Regions from separate parts of the Mus musculus genome. Here region 1 is linked to region 2. The links are chromatin contacts, called in public HiChIP or PLAC-seq maps. All regions are on one chromosome and are shown on one strand. The core of a region is the stretch at or near the end of the contact, and the rest is flanking DNA. Distances in the headings are between cores, read along the strand shown.

Region 1 (4,728 bases), core at 31-2,530, 230 kb after region 2:
GCTTCTCTGTGTAGCCCTGGCTGCCCTGGAACTCTGTAGACCAGGCTGGCCAGGCTGGCCTCAAAACTCAGAAATCTGCCTGCCTCTGCCTCCCAAGTGCTAGGATTAAAGGCATGCGCCACCACTGCCTGACCAACCATACCTTTTTGGTGAGTAAATTAACAAAAGCTGTTAGCAATTTTCAATGACTTACTAAGACCAAGACTTGCATCAGTTTCTTTTTCCAGTTAACTACTGAGTTACATTTTCACTTTTGCTTTGTAAAACAGACTTTTGAAATGCATGAAACTTATTTGTAGGCTAAACAGTTCCAAAATGGAATAAAATCTTCATAAAGTTAAGAAAGACCCTCAAGTAATTAAGACTTTTTTTCTTATTTTTCCAGACCTTGGTGGCTCTGAGTCTCAAGACTCCTGAATCAACCAAAGGTGATTGGAGACTTATAAACATATTGTAGTCTAAGACACCCTATCTTGCAGATGGTAATTTTACTAGTAAGATCACAATTCTCTCTGAACTCAGCCTAATTGGAAATGCTGTTAGGAATCACAAATAGATTTTAATAATAAGCACACACACCCAAGTTTTTCAGATTTTTAAAGGGCAGGGACAACTGACTTATGCGCCTGAGAAATGTGACAGGTGATTGGAAGCCAGGAACTGGGGGGACAGGGTAGCCTCAAAAGGCCTTAAGTGCTGGAGGCCAGTGGGGTATCTGGAGTTGACCTTTCACCTTTGAAAGGCATTAATTTTGGAGACGGAGCCATGTTTGTTTACTATGAGGGGCTGAGGGAGTCAGGGCAGGCGGAAGCTAGGGCTTTAGTGGGTGTAAGCGGCCGGGAGTCAGTTGGTCTGGGGGGCGAGGGGTCCGCTCCCGCCCGCTCGCCAGGGAAGGCGGAAGGCAACGCTCGGCTTCTTTGGACAACCTGGGCGGGGGGGGGGAACCGTGCGAGCTGGAGCGCAGATCCGAGACGACTCCTGCCTTTACGAGGACGACAGGGGGAGGCACGGGGCAGCCACGCGGGGTCGTCCCCGCTCTGGGGTCGCTAGCTCTGCGGCGGCCGCGCCAGGCCCTGTCGGAGCTGCGCGGCGACTCCCGGTCTGGCCGCGGCCCTCCCGCCCCGGCGACGCCGCGGTGGATTGTGGGCTGGGGGCTGCGGCGGCCTGGCGGCGGCGGCGGCCTGCTGCACGCTCTCCGCGGACCCAGCCGCGCCGGGCCGGTGGCGTGAGGCGGGCGGCGGCGTGGGGAGCTGAGGCGCCGGGGGCGGTGGTCGCGGCGCGGCGGCGGCTCCCCTGGAGGCCGGGGATGTGGGAGAGGCGGCGGCAGCAGCGGCGGAGGCGGCGCTGCGGACCCGGGGGAGACTGCTGGCTGACAGGACACCCGGGCGAGACGTGAGGGGCCCGCCGCGGCCGCTCTGCCCCCGAGCGGCGCTGGGCTCGAGAGGGCGGCCCTGTGCTCCCGGGCCCGCCGGCCAGCAGGCGCGGGGCGGAGGCGGGAACCGGGCTCGGACCCGGCGCGCAGGGCGGCGGCGGCCGCGGAGCAGCAGTCTCGGCGCGACGTGGAGGGATGGAGGCGGCGGTGCACTAGGCCTCGTCTGGGGCTGCCGCCCGGGACCGCAGGTAGGTGCCGGGCCCGCGCTTCGCGGCCACCCTCCCCCGACCCGGTGACCGGCGGGGCGGCGGGACCCCACCCCCTCCGTCTCCTCGGGGCTTGGAGCTGACAGAGTTTCGGAGCCGGTGACCGAGCCGAAGCTTCATCCTCCCCGCCACCACCACTTCCTTCTCGGCACTCCCAGGATCCGGGCCGGCAGCTGTGCCCCAGCCCCGGCCGGCGTCCGCAGGTGCCGCCCCAGTCCCCTCGCCCCTCTCCGGAATCCGGGACCAGCAACTTCCATCAGTCCTTGTAGACGCGGAGCCCAAACTTTCCCTGTCTCCTTTCAGCCAGGCCTGAACCCCTCTTGGAGCCTTCTAGAATAAAAACACCGCCCCCCCACCCCCCCGCCCGAGAATACTAAACCAAAGAAGAACTCGGCATTGTGCAGTTTTGCATTGTAGTTTAAATTATTTTATTTCTTTCAGTTTTGCTAACTGCTGTCTGCAGGGATACAAAGACAGGCCTTCCCTGTTCCCTGTGGGTTGTCTGGGAACTTTTGCCTGACCATTATAATTAGCTACTTGGCCTGTCCGTGTATGGCTTAGGGTGACTTTTTTTTTTTTTTTTTTAAAGAATTTTGGCCTATTAGAGTTACAAAGTGTTTCTTAAAATACCTTTTTAACCAAGTTTGGTTTTTGGTCCTTATAGAGACGTCTTTTACTTTCGAAGAATTAAATTGGGCTACTTCTGTTTTCTAATTGATTTAATTTCGGGTTCTCAAACTCAGGTCAGTCTTAATACATGTTCAGCGGGCAGGGGATATTATGATACGCTGTTTGTGGTATATGGAGAAGAAGGTGATAACTTATGCTGCAGGTCTTGATGGGCATTGAGTTTTATAAATGGGAGCTCTAATTGGAAAACTATTTGACTCCCTAGCAGTTTGGCTGGAACAGATGTAATGATAGGATATGTCTGACTGTATGTAGTACAGTGAGTTGGGTTTCCTAGAAGTGGGTATTGGTGCTCTACACTAATTATCATTAGGTAAAATTGGTCACTTTGTACTTGATAGTTGTAGTTTAGGATGTTAGATGCTAACTTTTGTATTGTCTTTTGGCTAGTTTTAAACTGTGTTCTGGCAACCTTAGAACTGTTACTATAAGTACCAGTCTGTTCACAGTAAAACTGTACACACTATCCGTGTGTTGTTGTTGACACTCATATAATTTGTTCTTGTGGTATTGCTGCTACAGCATTTGGCTTTCTAAAATGTTTTTCATTGTTTTCAAAATTATAACTGGCAAAGTTATCTAGAGTTTACTAGGAACAGAGGATTAAATTTGCATGTATTTGTGTTCTGGAAAAGCTAAATTATATTTCTGAATAAGAATTTTTATTACAATTAGATCTTATATAAACCATGAAAGGACAATTTGCAGAACCTATTCTTAATTAACTATTAACTTTTTTCCCCTACTCTTTTTAAAAACAGCTTTGTGGAGTTAACATACTGTAAAGTTCACCCATTTTAACCCAGTGGTATTTTGGTTTTACCTTGTTAAGTAAGCTCTGCTGAAGTTTTAATCCAATGCCTTGTGACTGTAAGAAAGGGACTCTCCACCAGCGATGACCAGTGCAGTTGGTTGTATTTCCTATGTGATCATCCCCATATATTATTGTGAACACCCTCTTCTCAACCCTTCTCTTCTCCTAATTTTTTGCCTCACCCCTACTGTTCTCCATGAAGCGTTAATCTACTTTTTAAATTTATTTACTTAATGTGAGTCTTTCACATAAATGATGTGAAATTATAGCTTTTTGAAAAATTATTTTAAAGTCAATATACATACATACATATATACATATATATACATACACACACACACACACACACACACACACATATATATATACATATATATATAAAAATTGGGCCAGGGAGTAAGATCCCAATCTCAGAAAAAAAATATTGTAAACAACTGATAGACTGTATGTGGAGGAAGACAAGAAGCATGAGTCACTTTGGTCTTAAGAGTATTGGTGAGGTAAGGGTCAGCCAATGAAAAGTTGGAGAAGAATTTTTGATAATACTGGAATATAGAATTGGAAAGGACCTTACAGGTCATTGTTGGCATACTTCCTGCTTGTCTCAACAAAGCAGAAACCAGAGGAAGAAGTCTGAAGGGTAGAAACTTGAATCTCCAGGACACTTGGCACAAGACCTGCGATGTGCTTATGTAAAGTGAACATTGGGTGTAGGGATGAGCTGGGTACTGGAATTGTTTAGATTCTTGTGTGTATCTATTTGACCTCATGCTGTTATAACTGGGTAAGAACTGGACATTCCTCCAGCATTAGGGACAAGTGCTGACAGAGGTTCTGTGCAGACAGAATACATGGTTTAAAAAAGCTTGAAAGCAAAGCATGACAAATATGTTATTTTGAAATGTTATTTTAAAATCAGTTTACTTTTTTTTTTTTGCAGTTTGGGTTAGGGAGTAAGCAGGTGATTTTGAGAATGAAAAAGAACAAAAACAACATTGTAAAGAAGATATAGATTGTTTTGTTGTGTCAGTATACATTTGGAGAAAGAAGAGGAAAAAGCTTGAGTGGCTTGGGTGCTTCAGAGCTAGTTTGGCGAGCTGAGGGTCAGTGAAATGTTGAATCACAGCTTACATTGTTCACATTTTAAAGATCCAATAAAAAACAAGTTAAAAATTATGATTAACAAATATATTTGGAGGCTTTCTTTTCTGAACTTTCAGAGTTCTAAAATCTAAAACAATAACTATCCAAGCATGGTTTTGTTCTTCAGAGAACTTTTGGAAGTGTCTGGAGATGATTTTGATTGTTAAGATAACATCTAATGAAGGATGTTAATAACTGCTATATAATACATAGACCTCTCCATCCCCCCAAAAGAAAAGACTGTCTGTATCAAAGTGCCAGTAGTACTGTTTAGACTCATGATCTGTATGATTCTGGTAAGGACTTGATCTATTCTTAGAGTCCCACTGAATATTATTTGGTGGAATAGAGAAATACTTAATTCATCTAACAGTTCTCTTTATTGGGGGAAGCAGTTGAGGGCAAAGCGAAAGTAAAGAAATTGGTATAATGTAGATATGTGT
Region 2 (4,361 bases), core at 1,499-3,998:
GGAAGTAGAAGGTTCCAACTCAAGTAGAATGCTGAGGAGGAAGAATTGTAAATGGCGCAAGGAAAGCTCTGGGAGGAGACAAGTTTTCGTGGAGAGGGCATGAGCTCAGGGGTGGGGTGTGGGGGACTGTTCCGGCTTCAGATCCAACCTTAACTCACTGTCTAGACCTTCAGCAATATAACTGCTCCCAAACTCATTTTCCAAACTCAGCTATAAAATGAAAATGATCATTTTGTAGCATTTGTAGAAATGGAAGATGTGATTTTAGCTGGTCATTAATTGGCATTTGGAAATAAAACGACAAACAAGATGTCGGTTATAGCTATTCCTCTGAGAAAAGTAGAGTGTCAGAGGTGGCATGAAGGTAAACGCAAGCAGGGCATTCAGCTTGCAGGTCTCAAGCATGTGTTCACCTGTATGAGGAAATGCTGTCCAGCCACTCACAAGGAAATGTCACCCTGGAGCGATGCCCTTGACACAGCAGGTTGTCCCCTTCTCCTCACCGTGTATGATGCATCTGCCTGATCATTTAGCATAAGCCACATAGACTGCATTTTTATAATGGGTTCCAAGACCAAGGGCAGAAAGATTTTTAAAAAAGAAACAAGTATGTTACTTTATGATTCCTGTATGATTTGCAGTTAAGAAGGGTTTTCTTCCAACCAAAATCTACAGTAAAGCAGAACTTGGATTTTGTTTGAGAATGCAAGAGTTGATAATATCTGTATGTGTGGGCACTGTTTTTTTTGGGGGGGGGTCATCCCCTCTCACATTGACCCCACTGCACAAGGAGTTACATTTTCAAATGAGAGATTCTTGGAGCACTGGGCCTCTGACCCAGGAGACTGCAGATTCCAGATAGCACCAGTATAGAAAGCATCTGAAAGCCAGAAGTACAGAGCAGTTACCTGCCAACCGATTCTGGCTGCATAGGTGATATTTGAAGATCAGCAACAACCAACCATACAGAAAACATAAGAATTACCTCTAAAGGGCAGCCATATTCAAAAAGGAAAAGAAGGTGGAATGATTCTAAATTTAAAAAGAGAACCAAACCCCACAGTGACCAGCCTCACCTTCAGTTTGCTGTGAGTCAGAAGACTCCAGGTTGAGGAAAGCCAGGGTAAGCGTTAAATGAGTTTTCCAACCTGTGTTTTCCTTTAACATGATCAAGGAAGTTTTCTCAACAATAAAAGCAAGAAATTTCACCCTCAAAGATATTTTTTCAGCTTAAAGAAACCGCTCTAATTGCACCATCTCCTAGTTTTTTTTTCTAAATTAAATTTCACATTTACAAATGTGGGATCAACAAACCAGTTCTGCCATTGTTTTTAGATTGCAGGTGAACCCCTGGATGGCCTGGGGCAGAGAACACTGGAAACGCTTTTACTTGAAGGGCTGGGTCTCCTCTGCTTTCTGATCAGGATGCTCCTCCATCCTTCTCCTGACTTTTCCTTTTATCTAGTCAAATGCTTCCTGGACATCTCTGCCAGACGTCCCATTCTCAAACTCACCATGCACACTAAGACAGTCTTCTCTGTAGCATGCCCTCTCTTGGAATGCTCATCCCAAGCAGTGCGGAGCTTCATCTACACACAGGGACCTCAACACAGTTTTACAAGCGCACAGAGGAGACTCTGAGGATAGTAGCAATTTGCAACGAGGTAGGAAGGCAGGGAGTGATTCCTAGAGACGTAAGCAATCAATCATAGAGACACCAGAGTGAAAGGAAACTATCATCTGTATCATTAGCTAGGATGTGGTAAGCCATACAAAAAAAAACAAAGAAAAGTAATTTAAAAAAATGGACAACCACAGCAAAAACCATACCAACTGTTCCGTTTTCCTGCAAGAGAGACTGGGGGTCCTATCAACCCCTTCCTGCAACTCAGAGTCAGAGATGTGCATGGCCTGGTATAGGGACAAGAGGGAATGCACATGAGGTCAGACCTCACCATAGGTCCAGCGAACCAGAAGCATCAGACCTCAGATCAGATTTCCACTGTTCTGCTGTTGAGAATTTGGGTCACTGTGTTGAAGATTGTCCCAAGAGGCTTGCCTATAGTCACACATTGTCAGGAAACTCTCCTGTAGTCACTCCATAAATTTTCTTTCCCACAGGACTATTTCTTAGGCCCCCCATGAAGGAACTGTAACGGGACTACATTTACTGTGTTAGTGTGTTCCATGGGTTGTAGAATTACTCAGAACTCACCCAGCAACTGAGAACCAGGCAGATCCCCTGTGCTAAAAAAAATGATCTGAAAGGAAATTCAAAAGAAATTAGAGCCCCACAACCTCAGATGAACCTCAAAGTTGTCATCAGTGCCACCATGATTCAGGCAGAGATGAAAGAACTGTGCGTAGCTCAGGCTAGCAGGGTGAGGTGCATGCTCCTTTGAAAGGGGCTATCTTGAAGAGATAGCTGAAGCTCAGCTTTAGAGGACCCAAATCTTGACCCTGATGAGAACTGAAGGAATCACATACTGACTTTAAGTAGCTTGGCCTAATGTCACACATTTAGCAACAAAAACAAAAACCTTTATACTGTTTATAGGCAGTCAGCATTTATTTTTTGGCTCAAAGTTTCTCTAGTGTTTCCTGTGGATAGAATTTTTAAAAAAGTAAATTTAGTTAAAAAAAAAAAAAAAAAAAAAAACATTGGGTCATTGTCCCAAGCTAACAGCAAACGAAACTAGGACATGCCTTCTCAGCTGTTAGGGAAGAGGAAATGAGCTGGTGAGCCCAGGGTTTACTCCTTCCTCTACAACAAGCATGCTTTAGGAAGATGTAAAGAGAGAGATCTGGCGACCAGTGGGAACCCAGGGGTCAAAACGTGTAGTGGAGAGATGGAGGGTAGACAGTATCAGGAGAAACAGACAAGGCAAAGGTACAGCCAACTGACCACCTAGAGGGGCTAGGCCAGGCAAGTGTGTGACAGCATGATGAGCATATGGCGCTTGCCTTTAATCCCAGCACTTGGGAGGCAGAGGCAGGTGGCTTTCTGAGTTCAAGGCCAGCCTGGTCTACAGAGTGAGTTCCAGGACAGCCAGGGTTATACAGAGAAATCTGGTCTCGAAAAACCAAAAAAAGAAAAAACGGGGGAAAAAAAAAAAAAGGTGTCAAATCACCGGATAGTGAGGGTGGGAGCAAGAAGGGCAGAGAGTGTGGTCTGCAGCACAGCTTAGGGCTCAAGTAAGCATAGCGTTCTCAAATTGCCCAGGGCCCATGCTTCCTCACCGTGACAGCATCCCAGCGCCACGGCTGGACTCCCTCTGCTTTCTCTCTGGGTCCAGCCTTTCTCCTTATTTGCTGGATACCATTTATTGGCCCTTCGACTTCTGATACGACTCCAACTTCAGTAGTATTTGCCCCAGATGGTTTCCACTGTGACATTCCCCTGTTTGGGGCCAGGTTTGTCCATTCAAAATATAAATTAATAAGAAGGAAGATGAGGGTGTAGCTTGGTAGTAGAGCTCTTGTCTAGTATGTGCCTAGGCCCTCGGTTCAATCGCCGGACTAAATGCTTTGCTGCTTGTGGGGCAGAGTTAAGCATTTCTGTTGAGACTCATTTCCTTTTCAGACCAAATCCATATGGTAGGTGGTAACAACAGATGAAGAAGCAGAGGGTAATGGCGCCACATTCACGGAGCTTCTAAAGTGGGCAAGCAGGATTCTGAATTCAAATGTCTGACTTTTAATTACTGTGCTATACTAAATAAAGAATGGGGTGGGGTAGGTTGGGGGTGGGAATAAAGACAATATAGTTTCGAGATCTAAAATAAAGAAATGTGCAGAGCAGTTGTGATCACAAGAGCAAGGAGATTTGTAAAGCTGGAGGTGCCACTGAAGGAGAGAGACCTCCAATTATGCGCACAGGCACATCTCCTTCTGTTAACTGAACAAACTCAGAGAGAAGAGATGTCTGAATTTTCTGGGTAGAATTTGCCTTGCACTGTCTGGTGGGTGGAGTGGGGATTTGAAGCCTCTTCAACTGCAGCACCTAGGCCCTAAGTCAGGAAGGACCCAAGCGCTTGGGCCGTGAGAGGCAGCAGGGAGGATGTCTGAAGTCAGCAGAGCTCACAAAACAAGAACTGCGAATGCTTTGGCCCATCCTTTCCCAGGCTCCCAACTGCCAGAAACTCACTGGCAGGCCGGGCCCCACACTCTTATGAATATTCATGACTGCCCCAAAGCCGCTTGGCTGGGCAGGCTCCTAACTCCAGTCTACCATCTGACCCCAATGCTTTGAAGGCTATGAATGCGGCCCAACACAGAATTGCGAACATTTTGAATTTCTAAAAGTGATCTTCTTTTTGCGGGTTCTGTTTTGTTTAATTTTGGTTTTGTGTTCTGCTACC

Evidence for each region. HiChIP or PLAC-seq counts read pairs in DNA pulled down with a chosen protein or histone mark.
Region 1: an H3K4me3 HiChIP or PLAC-seq map of bone marrow-derived macrophages shows a contact between it and region 2, with 2.7 times the contacts expected there. The contact joins the promoter of Vps54 here to the enhancer-like site in region 2. A contact is called at or near these places in 1 of 484 Hi-C or Micro-C datasets (nephron progenitors), 4 of 115 datasets of contacts at active chromatin or transcription factors (CD8 T cells, bone marrow-derived macrophages and embryonic stem cells) and 3 of 9 other capture datasets (adipose tissue, embryonic stem cells and liver).

Annotation. Positions count from the first base shown.
Region 1 is chr11:21,237,752-21,242,479 of GRCm38.p6, forward strand. It overlaps Vps54 (VPS54 GARP complex subunit), which reads left to right and starts at 1,281. Exons shown (of 23, transcript NM_139061.5): 1 at 1,281-1,620.
Region 2 is chr11:21,006,968-21,011,328 of GRCm38.p6, forward strand. No RefSeq gene overlaps it. Among named protein-coding and RNA genes, the nearest start is that of Peli1, 82 kb to the right of the region's middle. Within about 2 kb of position 2,749, at least 9 of the 459 cell types and tissues checked have an H3K27ac peak or open chromatin away from gene starts, as enhancers often do. A contact at or near this core is called in bone marrow-derived macrophages, where this site is marked.